Linked DNA regions of Mus musculus: regions 2 and 3 are each linked to region 1. Evidence: chromatin contacts called from public Hi-C and HiChIP or PLAC-seq data. All regions are on one chromosome and are shown on one strand. The core of a region is the stretch at or near the end of the contact, and the rest is flanking DNA. Distances in the headings are between cores, read along the strand shown.

What was found. A called contact is a pair of places that touch in the nucleus more often than the background predicts. HiChIP or PLAC-seq counts read pairs in DNA pulled down with a chosen protein or histone mark.
Region 2: a Hi-C map of ventricular fibroblasts shows a contact between it and region 1, with 15 times the contacts expected there. The contact joins two enhancer-like sites. A contact is called at or near these places in 2 of 39 promoter capture datasets (hippocampal neurons and liver) and 1 of 484 Hi-C or Micro-C datasets (ventricular fibroblasts).
Region 3: an H3K4me3 HiChIP or PLAC-seq map of embryonic stem cells shows a contact between it and region 1, with 5 read pairs. The contact joins two enhancer-like sites. A contact is called at or near these places in 2 of 115 datasets of contacts at active chromatin or transcription factors (embryonic stem cells and epiblast stem cells) and 1 of 9 other capture datasets (adipose tissue).

What each region holds. Positions count from the first base shown.
Region 1 is chr14:61,646,851-61,650,160 of GRCm38.p6, reverse strand. All of the region lies in intron 1 of Dleu2 (deleted in lymphocytic leukemia, 2), which reads left to right. Among named protein-coding and RNA genes, the nearest start is that of Mir15a, 16 kb to the right of the region's middle. Within about 2 kb of position 1,775, at least 436 of the 459 cell types and tissues checked have an H3K27ac peak or open chromatin away from gene starts, as enhancers often do. A contact at or near this core is called in embryonic stem cells, where this site is marked.
Region 2 is chr14:63,262,973-63,266,282 of GRCm38.p6, reverse strand. It overlaps a transcript of Gata4 not described here. Among named protein-coding and RNA genes, the nearest start is that of Gata4, 19 kb to the right of the region's middle. Within about 2 kb of position 1,817, at least 18 of the 459 cell types and tissues checked have an H3K27ac peak or open chromatin away from gene starts, as enhancers often do.
Region 3 is chr14:63,169,626-63,172,935 of GRCm38.p6, reverse strand. The region is part of intron 1 of Fdft1 (farnesyl diphosphate farnesyl transferase 1); the gene reads left to right. Among named protein-coding and RNA genes, the nearest start is that of Fdft1, 6.6 kb to the left of the region's middle. Within about 2 kb of position 1,760, at least 34 of the 459 cell types and tissues checked have an H3K27ac peak or open chromatin away from gene starts, as enhancers often do. A contact at or near this core is called in embryonic stem cells, where this site is marked.

The sequences.
Region 1 (3,310 bases), core at 526-3,025:
GTTTTGAAAAGCAACATTTGATAAGGCTGGAGAGATAGCTCAGCAGTTGAGAGCACTTGTTGATTTTGCCAAGGACCCAGGCTTAGTTTTAGCATAGTTCCAGGAAATCCCTCCTCTCTTGATGTTTGAAGGCACATATAAGATGCACATACACACATGTAAACAAAACACTCACAGTCATTTTTTAAAAATCCATGAGAATCAAGTGAAACATAACCAAACACAGCCCTATAGTCATCTAGGAGCAATGGCAGTTTTTCTTTTTAAAAACTTCATCTTAATTAGCCTAGTGGAAGGGACAATGTCTTGCAAGCAAAGGATCAAAAGATGCTTTTGTAAGAAAAATTAAAATATTAACTTCATTTTTTTTGTCCTGTTATAGAGTCATTTTTAAAGGCGGTTTACCTAGCTTGCTCTCACCAGCTGCAAGACGGCAGAATTTATAATCGGAACATCAGGTTTCAATAGCCATAAAACAAAAATAATACCTACTTCATAGAGGTGTTGTGGGCAGTGAGACACCTGATCCACAAAGCGTTTGATAACAATGCGTACCACATTATCAGTACCCAGTGGCTCTTACAACTTTTTCGGGGCTTCATACAACGGGAAACCTATCTGGTGAGTCCATAATTTACTCTAGCACTATTTTTTTTTTCTTTTGGAAAAGTACCCTAGTGACGTCCAAAAGATTGTACATCTTCGGCTCCAATCCAGAACCGAAAGCTCCGTCTCCAGTTCAGAATCCAAAGGCTTGTGCATGGTGGGCTGGTCGCACACCTCGAGGTCTGGGGTGGAGGGAAACGTCGGGGTGTGACAGCCGCCCGCTGGTCGTGTGATTGAACCGTAAAATTCCTACCTCGTGAGATGGTTCTAGGCTTAGGTGTGACAGATCTGGGAGGCGCTGGCGGAGGGCGAGAGCACGACAGCGATACGCGGTTTTAAGTTCCTGAGCGGCCACCCAGGGCTCGAAGGCGCACTCGGTGGCTTGGAGTTTAGTTAAAAGCGGTTTTTGTCTTGTTTTTACGAAACTCTTAAGATAGTCCCTGATTTGTTTCATCACTAGTGTGTCACCGGAGTAGTGTCCGAAAGCTGACCACCTCCACTGCCGCACAGGGGCCACGCAGGCACACACAGGAGCGCAAGACACAGCGGGGACTGGAACCGAGGAAGTAGAGAGCCTTGCGCCACGACGATCCTGCGCATGTGCCGGGGGAGAGGGAGGTAGAAGTTTCCGCATGCGCAGCAGGGTCGCGCGGGGGTGGGTGGGGGGAGGCAGGGACAGCTGTGGAGCCGGCCCGCGTTCCCGGCATGCCCCGGGGCGGCGGGGTTGGCTCTAACGAATTTGAATGAGGAGTCTCAGCGCTTTCGGCGCCATTTTCGAGTGATGCCTGATCTCATCAATCTAGCGGGAGGGAAGGGATAACCTGTCCGAGCCTAGCGCGACGCTAGGATCACGCCGGAAAATCCCCCAAAAATCATCAAAAAAATTAACTTAGAGCAGAGGGCAGTCGGTGGGGCTTCGCCAGATGCGGCGCAGTCGGTAAGAGCCTCAAGTAGCGAAGCGGGTCTCGAGAGGTGGCAGCGATGGGACCGGAGGACCGTGAGGGGAGCAGGGACCGGACTCGGGGTCTGCCCTCACTTTCGCGGCAGAAGCTCCCCCAGGGGATCCGGTTGCTGTAAGTTGGGTGTCCTCGGATGGGCGGCGTCCGGCCGCGCTCGGGTGGCGGGAGCGCGGAGCTGGGGGAGGGGAGGCGCGGTTTGAGCGGGACACGGCCGAGCGGCCGCCGCCCGACCTGTCAGCGCGAGCGGCCGGGGAGCTAGGCCGGCGCGGCAGGGTCGCCCGCGACAGGCGCCCGCCCGCCCTCCCCGGTGTGCACGGCGGTCCGGGCGCAGGCCGTCTCCTGCCGGGAAACTTGGGTCGCGGGAGAGACGGCTGCCCGCGGCCCCCGAGGTGCGCTGCGGAGTGCGGGGAAGAAACGACGCCGGCCGGGCCGGTCCCGGGCCGGATCCCGACCCCGGGCGCGGCGGATGGATGGATGGCCGCATCCAGCTGGGTCATTTTGTCGTTGCTCTCCCGGCGGTCCCCTCTCTCGCTCGAGGGGGAGGGGTGTCGGGGTGAAGGGAAGGACGGGGCTGCGAGCTTGCGATTTCCTGGCGTCGGGCTCTTAGAAGACTTTTTCCTTCTCCGGTCCTTGAATCGCAGCGTCTCAAGGAAAAGTAGCGTGAAACTTGGTGTCTCCTGCCGACAAGCCTTTGCACCTACGATTTAACGGTCATTTTGCAGTCCTCAACTTTCCTTGGGTACTCCTGACGCTGAGGCGGAAGAAAGCGGAGTTGTCTTTCCTTTGGGGGGGGGGTTTCTTTCTTTCTTTCTTTCTTTCTTTTTTTTCTTCGTTGGCTGTTGGCTTTTTGTCAACCCAGAGTCGACAGCTCTTGAATGAGCCAGTGACAGCTTTGACTTTAGGTAATGCTCGCTAGGTACTAGTCTTTGTGAAGAGTCCACGTTAAACTCTTGTGTCGCTTTCCTCCCTCAGCACCCCTAGATTAACCCTTAGCTCATGGGACGTTCTGCGGGAGGGTCGCACGGACCTGCCTTAGTGATCCTCTGCGGATGCTTTTGCTGCAGCTTCTCGGTTATTCGCCGAGGACTCAGGCTTCAGGAGACCCTCGGTGACTTGCTAGTCAGAGCAGGCCCCCTACAGAGCTTTCTCCCTCTGGAATTTTATCAGAACCCTGGATTTGGTGTGTGTCTGTGAAAACTGGGGGACCCGCCCTCATTTAGATCCCTTCCAGAAGAGTAGGAGCGCAATGTGATGTTTTTCAAATTGAGTCTAACGGAGCTCCCAAACGCCGGGCTTCTTACCCACTGATTGGCTGGAAGGAAGCGGGACTGGGGGGTTTGAATGTTGATCCCAGAGCTGATAATTCTTGACCTACGAAAAACTGTGTTTAGACAGAGAACTATTCAAATAAATACAAAATGTAAAATCGGAGTTTTTTTTTTAAGTTAGTACATAATAGAGTTGTTTCTTCCGTAAAAGCCTTTCAGATGGTTCTGAAATATATATATTTAAATGTAAAACTAAAGAGGCTGTTTTCAGAAAACTGTATTTCTGCTGTTGGAGTTATAAGACATTTCTGTTCTTCATTAGTTGAAAACTTCTCCGAAGGATCTAAGGTGTTTGGTTTTTCCTTTGATAAAATTTTTCCGTCTCAGTCTTCATGTATTTATTGGATACATATTAAGGGAAAATTGTTTCTTTCATTTTGATGAAAGTGAACTTTAAACTTAATCTGTTCTACATTT
Region 2 (3,310 bases), core at 568-3,067, 1.6 Mb before region 1:
GGAGGCAGAAACATTAGCCTCTAAGCTGAGAAACGGAAAACATTTTCTCTTAAGAATCAATCAAACAACAACAAAAAATCATTAACTCTTAAGAGAAATCTATAACAAATTTTTATATAACCAAGATCATTAGCCAAGCTCGGCGCCTCCCTCCTTTAATCCCAGCCCTGAGGAGGCTGAGGCCACAGGGGCACCAGGATTTGAGGCCAGCCAGTCTGGGTTACAGATTAAAGACCACCCCAACTCCAAAACAAACAAAAACCAGAAAGAAAGGAAGGTAGAAAGGCTGCTGGCGGGTTGAAATTTGACGTAGGGAAATCAGAAGGGGAGCCAAGCATGAACTCAGAACACTGTACTCTGCTCTCTCATGATCTGAAACAGCAAAACGGAAGGAAGTTGAACCCGACTCTGGAATTCTTAAACACTGTTCAGGCAAAACATGAAGGGTTATTGGAGGGGGCGATGTCTCAAAGTGTTTCTAGACCCTTAACATTGACAAGCAGAATTGAAGAGTTCTTGTATTTAGACTTACTCCTGAAGTCCCACAGACAGCACCAACCCACCAGACCAGGAACTACTGGGGGCCGGGTGGGGAGTGGGAGAGACTTGGGGTTTAGGGGCTGTTCTGGGAGCCCAAGTGAATGGGCCTTGGTGTTCTGCACTCTCTTAGCAATCTCTTTGGGTTTTTTTGTTTGTTTGTTTGTTTGTTTGTTTTTGTTTTTTTTTTTTTGGTTTTTTTTTTTTTTTTTGTGCCTTCCTGGTTCCCTTGTGTTCGACCACCACCACTCCCGTCACCACTACTGCAGGGGGTTTACCTCTACTGTTGATAAAGGAAGGGCTGCTATCTAATCTGGTCCGCACCAAGAACAATCCATTAGCCCTCAGTATTTAGCATTTATCCGGGGTGGGGGAGGAGGAAAAGATTATGCTGCCTCATCCTACTGCAGCCTGAGTTGTGCCTCTGAGGAGAGAGGAACGAATGAAACTCAAAAACTCACCAGGAAATCTGTGTCCCCTCGGGCTGATAAATTATATTTTCACCCGTTGCTATACCCCTTTGAGTTGGAGGGGTGGTTTTTCTTTTAAAGAGGTGTATATGCTCTTACTTTAGGTGTGAAAGATTCCATTTTTCACCCAATGTCCCTTAGGGCGGCAGAGATGGGAATCCGTCCAGTCATTCATTCTTTCGTTCATTCATTCATTCAGCAAACATTTGCAAAGCTTCACTCCACGCCAAGCCTTGTGCCTTGTACTGACAGGTTAAATTATTTGCCCAAGATGAGGGTTATGCTGACAACTGGGGCGGGACCCTAAATCAACTATTGTAGTCCTATGACTGACCGCTTCTCTTCCCCCAAGGCACACAAATCGGAGCCACGGGGAGTGGGAAGGGCTCCAGAGGTTATCAGGTCCAGCCTTCCATTCAATTCAAGAATCCCCTCCCCAGAATGCTAGTGAGCAGGCCGCTGACTCTGCCCTCCACCAGCTACGAGAGCAGCTTCCTGGGGTTCCCCTTCCAGAAAGTGGTGTAGCAGTCCAAGGTCCTCAGCTGCGCCATAATCTAGGCTTGCTCTTGCCTAAGTTCAGAGAGCCAACCCTCGTCTACTGCTGTGGTTCTGTGTGCCTGGCTCCTCCAAGAGCCAGAGGTTACTAATTCTCCCACGTAAGCATCCTTGCTTCTCCTCTCCAGTCCTGGAAGTGGGGATTCCAGAATTGATGGCACTTCCCCCCCTTGAAACCTGAAAGTGGGAAGGGCCTTGGCCAAGCTGCTTTTCCTTAGTTGCCCACAGGGGATGCATGTTGCCTGGTCAGAGAAAGCCCCAGGCAGTAGCCAAACAATGTCCAGAGGCTGGATTCTAGATCCAATATAGCTCAGTGACAGGCTAGGTGACCTCAGAGAGGTTATTTTTGTAGCATATTCTAGAAATAAGATGCATGCATGTGCTCAGTAGCTGAGCTTGCCACCTTTTGCAAAGATAAAATTGATCTCTAGAAGTAGTCTGAGATTACAAAAAAAAAAAAAAAAAAACCCAATGTATAGACAACAAAGAACATTCTGGAAGCTTTTCTACCACTTTACTGACTGGTTATCTTAGGCAAATTACCTTTAAAAAAAAAAAAAAGACTGTGTTTCAGTTTCCTGTGTTTTAAAGTCCTCCTAAACCGGTCTGCAGACAAGCCTCTGGGTCCCCAAAATAGTCAATAGTTAACACGGTGACATGGTAAAAAGCCTTCAGCTAGACATTAATAGCCTCGTTGATTTTTTTCTTTCTCTCTGTTTTTTTCCTCTCTAAACTTATGACTTACAAATTCTTCAGATATCAAATATGTTCAATAAGAAGCAGACAATATCCTAAGTCCACGAGCATTATCTTTAACTGTCTTATCCAAAATTGGGAATTGAGCCCTGTCAGAGGCAGACCAGGAGCTGTGGCTGTGGTCTTTTGGGTCAGTCTCCATGCAAATCCCTGTGACTCTTTGCTTCGCTGTTTCCACAGAAAGAAATGTACCCAAAGGAATTGCTGAGGCTCCTATAAGAAAATGCATCTATAACCAAATCTGAGGACTTGACAATTACACTTCAGAAGTGTGGTTAGTGTAACAAAAATTGGTAGCAACCTAGTAAACAGCTAGGATTTACTATTGTTATGCTTTCTTGACATATTTAATGAGATAGCAAAGTCTCAAAGTAGCCTTTTATTTTTTATGTTTTTAAGGTTTTTCTGATTGTTTGCTAGCCGTGATATTCCGAGCCTCCTTTGTGCTAACAATGTGCTTAGCACTGAGTCCAACTTTTAAATTAACAAGGATTGAGAGCCACTCTTTAGGAAATAAAACTCCCCTGAGAAGACAAAATAAAGCGGTTATGTTCTTCATGGTTCTTTTCATAGGTGTAGTTAAGCGTCCGGGTTTTTTTGTTGTTATCCATTCTGTCTTTTCAAATGAGCTATAAAGTGAATGTGTTTCTTTCAAATTAAAAACAAACAAGCAAACAATTTTTTGAAAGAAATGGGGAGGGCTGATCAGATCTTGAGTGGGTCTGCCTCCCCAAGATCTTTATGGCTGTTTTCAAGGTAAAGGCTGTATAGGCTCCTAACTCAATATGTATGGTCAGACTGTACAACAGCTGCGGGGATACTTCCTGCCTGGGGAGGTTGCTGCCTGAAGCCACGATTTCTATAGAGTGCCTCCCTTCCTCCTGTGGGGAGCTTCACCACCCTCCAGGCAGTCTAAAATCTCTACTGCAGCCTTGAATTTCTGAAACTGAAAGCTCTCTGTTCTGCAACGCTTCCTCCCCACTCACACTCCC
Region 3 (3,310 bases), core at 511-3,010, 1.5 Mb before region 1:
AGCTGCCAAACAATGGCCAAGCGGTGCAGTAGTATATTTTATCCTACTTTTAGGAAGCCAGAGTTAGTGGTTTAAGGTATAACTGTTAGCTTAGTTCACAGTTGTCTGGGACAGCTGGGGCTTCTGATCTGGGACAGCTGGACCTATTTCTCCGTGGCCTGCTCAGCCCGCAGGCAGCTTGTAGCTAATGAAGGGATGGTTAGAGCAGGTTATAGCCAGAACCGGGGAGAGACACTCATCAGGCTTGTCCTGGGACTCATAGACAGTGGGAGGGAGCAACTCTATGTACACACTTTTCAGACTTCTGCATGAGTCACATCTGTTACTGTCCAATTGGACCCCAGATTTTTACCAGGGGAGCCAGGTATGAGGGAGGAGAGAAAGCCGCCTTCCTGATGAGAAGTCATAAAATTTTGTGGCCATGTTTACAGCTTACTATACTTTATCACTCTTAGTAATCTGATGGGACAAGTATTTTTGCTGTCGCTTATGTGAATTACAAGTCTGGTTTTCCTCACAACTCTTGGATATGCTTCCGGGATGCCCAGTCAGGCCTGGCCACCTCTGTACATTTGTTACATCTACAAGATGTAACATTTTCAAAAATTAAATTGAAATAACTTCTATTAAAAATTCGCATGCTTTTTAGCTTGGAGGTTGTTTGGCTCAGAAAGCTCAGGTATTGCATGAACCCTGCTAGCAGGCCCAAACTGGCTTTTGTCAAACTTGTGTTCTATTGGGAGAGAAAGGCAAGACAAGTACACAGACTTACAGACAGAAGTCAGCAGTCAGAAGAGGCTGGAGTGGCGAGGTTAGGGGAAGGCAGACTTTTAGGGTTGTGATCTAGAGCTGGGGACTGTTCACCGCTGTCCTCTATAAAAGAGGACATTGGCCCGACGAGACCCTTGGAGACTGAAGGCTTTGGTTTCCTCTTTGAAGGGGAGTGGGTGGCCGTGATAAGGGGCAGAGAAAGTGAGGCTTGGGCTATTTCTTCTCCCTGGGGGATTTGATAATCCAGTGTTTGCTGAGCACTTGCCAGCCCCCGTGAGGCCCCCACCCCCAGTCTTGAGAACTGAACCCAAGGCCTCATGCATGCTAGCCACGTGCCATGAAGTACGGTACCTGCTGTTCCAGAGGAGGCTCTTGTGAGCCCAGGGGTTTAAGAGCAGCCTAGATGCATGACAAAACTTCAGCTAAACAAGCAATCAAGAGTAGTCTCAAGTACCTCTAATTAGTGGAAACAAACTGGAAAATTCATTTCCCTTCATTTAATATTTAAATAACAACAATAATAATAAAAAGGAAACCGAGAGATATGTACCCTGAACTTTGTGGGTTTTCAAGACAGGGTTTCTCTGTGTGGCCCTGGCTGTCCTGGAACTCACTCTGTAGACCAGGCTGGCCTCGAACTCAGAAATCCGCCTGCCCCTGCCTCCCAAGTGCTGGGATTAAAGGCGTGCGCCGCCAAGCCCAGCAAGAGCTGATTATTTTTGTAACAAAAAATAAATATGGGTTTAGGCCAGGTATGGTAGTGCAAGGCTTTTTTTTTTTTTTTTTTTTTTTTTTTTTTTTTGATGTAAAAACATGAGGTAGTTTTAATGGCAGAGCTCCGTCTGGGTCGAAATGTATCTCATGCAGGAGACAGTGGATTCGACCACGAGGCTTGGAAGCTAGGGGTTTTTATAGAAAAGGGGCTGGGGCTGGGGCTGGGGGAGGAATTGGTGAAGTTTCACATGATTGGTTCATTTACACATCAGCAGACTGTACATGCAGATAACATTTAACTTAGGTCAGAAGGGTGGGAGATAGGGAGGCGCCGGGCTAGTCTGGACATGTCATTCTCCTTTCTGTACCACCTGCAAGTCTTTTAACTTAGCATACAGATTATTATTACAACAACATGTAGGTTTAAACACATCATTTAAGACAGTGATGGGCATGGGAGCCCCATAAAGGATCTTAAAGAGTAAGGCTGAATCAAAAGGGAGTATTTCTAGTTCTAAATAGGGCAAGGGGAAGGAGCACCAAGTCTGCACCAGTCTCTTTTAGAATTCTATTCATCTTTTTTACCTGTCCTTAGCTTTGGAGCCTGTATGCACAATGTAATTTCTAATCAATCCCCAATATCTTGGCCAGTCCCTGATTTACCTGGGCAACAAAGGCAGGTCCATTATTGCCCTGATTACCTTGGGTATCTCAAACCTCGGGAAGATTTCTTCTAGGATCCTCTTGGCTATCACATTGGCCGTCTCAGTCCTTCAACCGCAAGGCTACTGCCATCCGTGTACCAGCTCGAACTCTCAGGCCAAGGCTGATCTGATCCTTTAGATCATTTCGAGTACCAGTTTCTTCTGCCAGAATGTCAGCACAATGATGAGTAGGTGAAGTCTCGGGCAGTAGGGTAGTGGGAGTGAGGACAGCAGGAGTGAAAGTCACTCGTTCAATCATCCATCGGTCAGGGGGCTGTCGGATAATGCTTTTAAGAGCGTGGGGTGCCACTACAGTTATTTGCTGTCCCAGAGTGAGCTTATCAGCATCCTTGACAAGCAGAGTTATGGCAGCAATAGCTTTCAGGCAAGAAAACCACAGGGTGTAACTTCTTGGATAGGTAAGCCACTGGCCTTTTTTTTTTTTTAAAGATTTTTATTTATTATTATATGTAAGTACACTGTAGCTGTCTTCAGACACTCCAGAAGAGGGCGTCAGATCTTGTTACAGATGGTTGTGAGCCACCATGTGGTTGCTGGGATTTGAATTCTGGACCTTTGGAAAAGCAGTCGGGTGCTCTTACCCACTGAGCCATCTCACCAGCCCAGCCACTGGCCTTTTTTAAGGTCCCAAAGTCTGAGCAAGGACTCCTCTGGCGACCCCTGCTCTCTCTTCCACATAAAGAGTGAAGGGCTTGGTTGGGTCAGGCAAAGACCAAGACTGGCCGTCAGTAGGGCCTTTTTAATTTCTTCAAAGGCTTTCTGGTGATCTGGGGTCCACACAAACACCTTCCCTTCCTTGGTTAGGGGGTACAACAGGGCAGCTAAGGTCACCAACCCAGGTATCTAGAGTCTGTAGAAGCCAGAGGTGCCCAAGAATTCTTTTACTTGCCTTGGTGTAGTTGGGTTGGGGATCTGAGTTACAGTCTTTTTTCTGGCTTTCTTTAGCCACTGCTTCCCATCTCGAAGGGTATATCCCAAATAAGTAACTTCAGTCTGACACAGCTGAGCCTCTTTAGCTGAGGCTCGGTCTTCAGTTGCCCAGGTTTCCTGTCTAGATCCTGTCTTTTCTTTCTCTCCTACCACTGTGGCCAAGTTTCTAG